2 separate regions of the Oryctolagus cuniculus genome follow, and region 1 is linked to region 2. A link is a contact called in public Hi-C data. All regions are on one chromosome and are shown on one strand. Each heading gives the region's core, a stretch centred on a gene start, on an enhancer-like site or on the middle of the called end of the contact. The rest is flanking DNA. Distances are from core to core; before and after follow the strand shown. Region 1 overlaps LOC103351793 (a long non-coding RNA gene). Region 2 has its middle 250 kb from the start of MIR221.

Region 1 (3,205 bases), core at 685-3,184, 360 kb before region 2:
CAGAGCAAAGCAAACACACAAGAACTCATTAAAGAGGCAGCCAATGAGCAATTCATAACCAATACCTGATTTATAATTTAAGATCCAAAGGTCACTTAATATCATTTCTATTGAAACTCATCCCCCACTCCCCGTAAAAGAATCTGGCAGGCAATTGTTTTTGAGCTTGCTTTATCTGTTTTTATTTCATGCAAATGCTTTTCTGGAGGCACACACACACCAAAGGGGGGGGGGTGTAATGTAAGAGTAAAACCCGATTTATCAGAGGCATTTACTTGGATTAATTAGGTAATAAAAGCATTTTCAAATTGCTAATTTACTAAGCAATGTCACTGGAATGCTGAATTACTTTACTTTTATTGTGATGATCAAAAGAGATAAATGCAGGCCTTGCCACAAAACCAAAGCAAAGAGAAGAGAGGCAGCAGTCATTCTTTGCATAATTACTGGCATTTGTCATCCTTCCCTTGAAAAAGGGCTCATGCTAAGGACTATTTTCTTCGCTTCTGCGCCTCTTCAGAACTGTTTGTCATCCACATTGTCCTTCTTTCCCCAGCCACACATACAGTACTAATATACTTCTCATTAGTCAATTTAATAAATTTAATTTCAGTTCAAAAACATTCATTAAAAATTGTACACTTCATTCTCATAAGGATGAAATTTTGAAAACTCTTGGTTCTCAAGTATTAGACTAAATTGCTAAATGCTGAGCTGAAAAACAGGGTTACTCAGTGTGAAATTTAGTAACATGAGCCTGGGGTTGACTTTGATAGTTAACTGTAATTAATTTTCCTATCGCCTTTCAGAAAACCAAGCCTCAAAAATCATGGTGTGTATAACTTTCCTTACATCTGGGGAACAAATATCTCGGAGAAAGCAAAGCAAATGTAAGAGGAAGCAGAGAGGAAGTTTGCCTCGAAGAGGCAAACACTAAAGAAAAAGCTACCAGACCAGATATTCCATCATCAGAAAATGAATGAGAATTTTATTCTTTCTTGGCTTTTACAAAATAAGTCGTTTACCAGATCTCAAAATGCTGCCAACCTGGAAGAAAAAGGATCCATTTTTCTAAACAAACCACATGTAGTAATTTCCATGAAATTGACGTTTTAGAACTGTGGCAAAAAGCCAGATTAATGCTCAGGGGTTCCTAATCCCTCAGTTCTGATCCCGTTTTAGGAAATACCTAAAATACACTTTAAAACGAACCAATTAATGTAATTACAGCGGGTTTAAATAGCGCACACACCCTTGATCTGTTTCTGTTCAACACAGCTGTTCAGTTAGTTATATTTTGCTAGTTTTTTAAATTAGAAATGTGATTTTATATTTATTAAACATATACGTAAAGTAACTTTTTAAAAAGAGTGAATGTGTCGTATTCTGCCATCACGACATTGAAAGGAAACGACCCTTCAAGCAATTAGCTTGGCAAGCTTATATTCATACCTCTGAATATTACTGCGGCTCTAACAAGGGAAGCAGCACATCCAGGTAGTTAATGCAACAGAAACAAGGCACAGGCAGCAACTTGAAAGCAGTTGACATGGTAATATCTTCACCTCCTCTCTGCCGCTCACTCCACCCCGCTTCCCCAGACCCCCTCCCCCCAAAACACGAGGCACCCTCGAGGCCATGGAAGGTGCTTTGCGGGGAGTGAAGAGACGCCGGAAGAGCGGGGGCAGCGCGCGCTGTGTCCACACCCTTGGCCGCCTGAGTGAGGGCAGCTGCCGCGGACCCTGGGGGTGGGGAGTGGATTAGGATCGCGGGGTCCGGGCGGATCCTCCGCCCGCCCCTTCTCTTCCCCCACCCCACCCCCGCCCCGCCTGGGACCCCGGATCTGCGGCACGAGGCGCGGGGCCCGCATCCCCCGACTGGGCCCCGGCTGGGATGGGCGGGCGGGGGGCGGAGCGCAGCAGAGCGCTGCGCGGGGCGGCGGGAAAGGGGCGGGGAGGACAGCTTGGGCTCTGGCGGGCAGAGCGACGGTGGCAGAACCTGCGGGCTAGGTGGGCTGTTCGCCAGCTCCGACCAAGGGAAACAAGGACCGCTGCTGCGGGCGAGCGAGGAGGCGCGTGGGGTCCAGGAGTCTGGCCGCCGTCGCCTCCTGCTCCCGCAGCCGGAGACCGCGCACCGGCAGGCGCACCGGCACCAGCGGCGACCCTGCGCGCAGGTGGGCACCCCGAGCGCGGCGCACTGCCGGTTCCTCGGACCGCCGCCGACCCGATGCCGTCCCTTCCAGGCCGCAGCGCTCGGGGACTAGGGCCGGCAGGTCCCGGGGTAGGGGAAAGGTGCATGGCCCCGTGGTGTGCGCGCGCGCGCGTGTGTGTGCTAGGTGGGGAAAGAGGTGCGGGAAAGCTGCCTCCCTTAGGAGTCACTCCCTCGGGTCTCAGCGTCCCCACCTCCACCCGGTCGCCTTCTTAGGAACTGGATTTGGTTTTGGAGGACTGCGACCCCCTTCTCCGCCCGCAATCTCGGTGGTGTGTGCAGGTCGCCCCCCTCTTCCCAGTTCACACCCGGCAGCAATCTGGACGCCCCCTGTTCCCGGCCCGCGGGGACTGTAGGGACCTTGCGTGGAGAGAGAGTGGTGGCAGGACTGAGCGGGGCGTGTGCGGAGAAGGCTGGAGTTGCTGGAGTATTGTGTGCTGGCTCGGGTGCTTGTGCCCGGGTGCGCCCTCAATGCTTTCGGGGACCAGGCTGGGGGTGGAGGGGTCAACGGGTTTGCTGAACTCCCTTCGGAGGGCTGACTGAGCAAATGCCCTTGGCGCCTTGGGCACGTTTGCACGTCGGTTTAATGGAGGCACGTGGGAGCAGTGTTGATCACTGGCGGGTCCCCAAAGACCCTTTGGGGCTGGCCCAGCGCATGTTCGCGGTTGGGAGGGGGAGGAGAGTGTTGTGGGAATGTCCGTCCTAGGGAGGAGGAGAGGGTCTCAAGGAGACTTGCTTTTCTTGGATTTGGTGCAATTCTGAAAACGCAAACAGGCCCTCGGGGCGTTAAAGTACATTCCGGGTAAGTGGGGCCGATCTCCGGCGGGGATTAAGAAGCCGCGGGGTTTGCGGGATAGCGGGCCCGGCGGGTGTGCTCGCTCGGTGGTGGCTTCTGGCGCTGCGGTTTCGCCTTGGCGTGGGGGTGGGGGTGGAGTGGGGGGTATGCTTGTGTTTTTGGCTGAAGGTGCGGGAGCCGGACACTTGTCGTGGTTGAACT
Region 2 (3,450 bases), core at 218-2,717:
TACATTGCATCTGGCTTCTTCCAGAATGTTCTAAGAGACCCAGGTGGAGACTGCAAGGCTTCTTTTGACCTCAAAAGGAGATGACTACAGAAAGGTGTAAATACCAGGAGATGAAGTTCATGGGTGAAGGGATTGGGGGTGGAGAGAGTGTGTAGTGATTAGTTATCACACAAAGAGCAGTGGAATCTGCAGTTAAAAGTCAAGTTCACTACGGCTGGTGCTGTAGCACAGTAGGCTAAACCTCCACCTGTGGCACTGGCATCCCATATGGGTGCTGGTTCGAGTCCCAGCTGCTCTTCTTCCAATCCAACTCTCTGCTATGGCCTGGGAAAGCAATAAAAGGTGGCCCAAGTCCTCGGGTCCCTGAACCAGGATGGGAGACCCAGGAGAAGCTCCTGGCTCCCGGCTTCAGACTGGTGCAGATCCGGCCATTGCAGTCATTTGGGGAGTGAACCAGCAGATGGAAGACCTTTCTGTCTCTCCCTCTCACTGTCTGTAACTCTACTTCTCAAATAAATAAATAAATAAATAAATTTTAAAACAATGTAAAGTTGACTGTTAGTCCACCTGGCTCACAGAACTATATTTTTTAAACAAATATAATTGTCTAGGGACCGGCGCTGTGGCGTAGTGGGTAAAGCCACCGCCTACGGTGCTGGCATCCCATATGGGCGCTGGTTCAAGACCCAGCTGCTCCACTTCCTATCCAGCTCTCTGCTATGACCTTGGAAAGCAGTAGAAAATGGCCCAAGTCCTTGGGCCCCTACACCAGCGTGGGAGACCTGGAAGAAGCGCCTGGCTTCAGATCGGCGCAGCTCTGGCCATTGCAGCCATCTGGGGAGTGAACCAGTGGATGGAAGACCTCTTTCTCTGTCTCTACCTCTCTCTGTAACTCTGTCTTTCAAATAAATAAATCTTTGAAAAAAAAATAATTGCCCAAAATACAGCCCTCATAGTTTTGTTAAACATAGAAGACTCAGAGTTCTTTTTAATTAAACAAAAGAGAAACAGAAGAACTTTGAACTCAGGTAGCTTCCATCTCTTTAAACTGTATTTAATCTCCCATTTATTGGAGCATGTGATAATCACCCAGACTTTGTTCTGTGGATGGCCAGAGGCAGCCCTGCCACTGTTCTAGGGCTGACAAGCCAGAACAGGTGAAGCCATCTTGCATGACTCACCTTGGCAGGAGTAGTGACTCCCCAGCTCTGGGTCGGCAGACCACCTGCTCCGTTTTATACACACAGGCTCGCCCACAGCCTGAAGCATCCCCAGAGTCTTTTCAGAGATGGCAGCTTGAACACGTGTGGAGAGAAGACATCCACTCTTCTTTCCGACAAGAGAGACATTTTGTGAAGCATTTGGCAGCGTGCTGCCTGGCACAGTCATCTGGCTGGCACACTCCTCCCGCATCAAGTTATGGCACTGCCACCTCTACTCTGGAGAGTTTAGAAATTTCATTTTGCACACCCTGAGAGATATGAGTCATTTGGCTTGCAGAGGAGGAGGAGGAGGAGGAGGAAGAGGTGGAGGAGGAGGAGCGGCCATCTGCTAGTCATGAGCAGATGACAAATACCCTGCTCTGCGAATTTCCATCCTCATTTCACAATATTTCAGTAAACACATTTTGTAACCTTTTTTTTTTTCAGAGTTCCGTAGTGCTTAAAATGGATTCTTTCTTGGTAAACAACATATAAAAGCCACCTTCCTGCCTTCAAACAACTGTATTACCGAAGTGACATGAAGGAAAGCATCGCGAAATGCTGTTTAACGAGCGGAGCAAAAAGGATACACCTAAGAGTCTATGATTCTACCCCATGCCATTTCAGACCAATCTGGAAATGTCTCCAGGCCTGGCAGAGGCCGCTCCAGCATGCACAGCTCCATGGTGACCTCTACTGTCTGCCTGCAAAACTCCCCCAAATAGCTCCCATCCAAAACAGCATTTCCAGATAGCCTCTCCATAACATCTCTTTGTGCTATGCTATAGGGAAGAAGGAAGCTGAAAACAAGAAAGGCTAGATACTTTACCATTAAATGATGAGAGGCAGATTACATCCATGAATTAACTGGGAAGTAATGCAAAATCGAATTTTGTGTTAGCTTCAAGCTGTGCAACACGGTTCAATGGGGAATTGATTCTTTCTTCCCCTACCTTGACCTGAAGAAACTATCAACCACAAAAACTAGTGAAATCCAAGTGGAAACTTGGGATTAGGGAGAAAGGTGAACACACATATATGAAGCAAAAAGGTTGGCTCTGGGCATCCTCAAAGCCCAAGGGAAAAAAGATAACAGAAAAGGAAGTAAGAAGCATGGCTAGACCTCATTGTGAAGAAGAAAGACTACATTATTTCTTAAGCAAAATGATTCTTCTTGGCATTAAATTTTGAACACAATTCCCATGGTGGTGGTGGTGGTGGTGGTGTGTGTGTGTGTGTCTGTCTGTGTGTGTGTGTGTGTGTCTGTGTGTAATGTCCTGGGTGGTCTGAAGGCTGGCATGCTCCTTAGACTTTGTACTGCCACCACAGGAACAGAACTAGTAGGGCTTTTTCTTTTAACTTTGATGAGAAAAAAAGAGTACGCCACTGAGAAATGAAATACATCCCTGCTGACAAGCAGAGAAAGTGAGAAATGGACCTGCTGGCAGCCAGGCCATGATGTTCTCAAGTAATATACACAGTGCTGGCACAAGATCACTCCATGATTATATTTGAACCAAGATAAAGATAAAGCCACCGGCAATCACAAAAATAATTAAACACCCTGCTTCTCTGGCTAACGTGACTGTTGTGTCTTTACCCGTGACAATTCCAGCCTCATTCATCTTATATGCAAATTATTGAGGCCCAAATACTATATTGTCCCTGCCTCTTGAGGAAACCCAATCCAGAGTTGAGCTCGGCTCCCTTAGACCATCCAGGGAATCACTCAGAGTAAGCCTGATCCCGATGATGGGCCCTCTGTCTCCTCTCCCTTCCCAAGGACTGAAGGTTTCCTCTAGCATATTGTTGTCTTTTGCTGCAACTAGCTCAACAAGCCTAACGTTTTTATATACAAATGTGTTTTTGCCTGGAGGCATTTGGTTGGTGGGCTTCCATGGCATTGAGCACTGCACTCTAAAGGGCTAATGGGCTAAAGGGCTTAAATTAATATGAGCGAGTCAATAGTCCCACTCTTTGTCTAGACCGAGGACAGCATGCCTATTGGAAGAAATGGATGACTTTTCTCTCAGATAACCTTCCCTAAGCATCCCTTTGCTTGTCCAGGCTGCCAATATAAAATCACTTGCAGATAGCTGAAGATGAAATTATCTCATGGAGGTCAGTTCCTTGTTGAAAGCTGATCCATGTGCTTTGGGTAAGCCCTCACCAACAAGGATAATCTGCCACTGTGGCCATACCAGCATTTGTGGGGGGAGGACCCAAATCCCTCTTATTTTTTTATTTT

What was found. Hi-C and Micro-C count contacts between places; a contact is called where the count stands out from the background.
Region 1: a contact with region 2 is called in a Hi-C map of an unstated tissue, with 2.4 times the contacts expected there. The contact joins two enhancer-like sites. A contact is called at or near these places in 3 of 6 Hi-C or Micro-C datasets (ear pinna, psoas muscle and an unstated tissue).

Annotation. Positions count from the first base shown.
Region 1 is chrX:31,512,425-31,515,629 of mOryCun1.1, reverse strand. LOC103351793 (a long non-coding RNA gene) reads left to right here. Exons shown (of 7, transcript XR_519493.4): 2 at 810-890; 3 at 1,765-2,173. Among named protein-coding and RNA genes, the nearest start is that of MIR222, 110 kb to the right of the region's middle. Within about 2 kb of position 1,934, at least 3 of the 8 cell types and tissues checked have an H3K27ac peak or open chromatin away from gene starts, as enhancers often do.
Region 2 is chrX:31,153,193-31,156,642 of mOryCun1.1, reverse strand. No RefSeq gene overlaps it. Among named protein-coding and RNA genes, the nearest start is that of MIR221, 250 kb to the left of the region's middle. Within about 2 kb of position 1,467, at least 1 of the 8 cell types and tissues checked has an H3K27ac peak or open chromatin away from gene starts, as enhancers often do.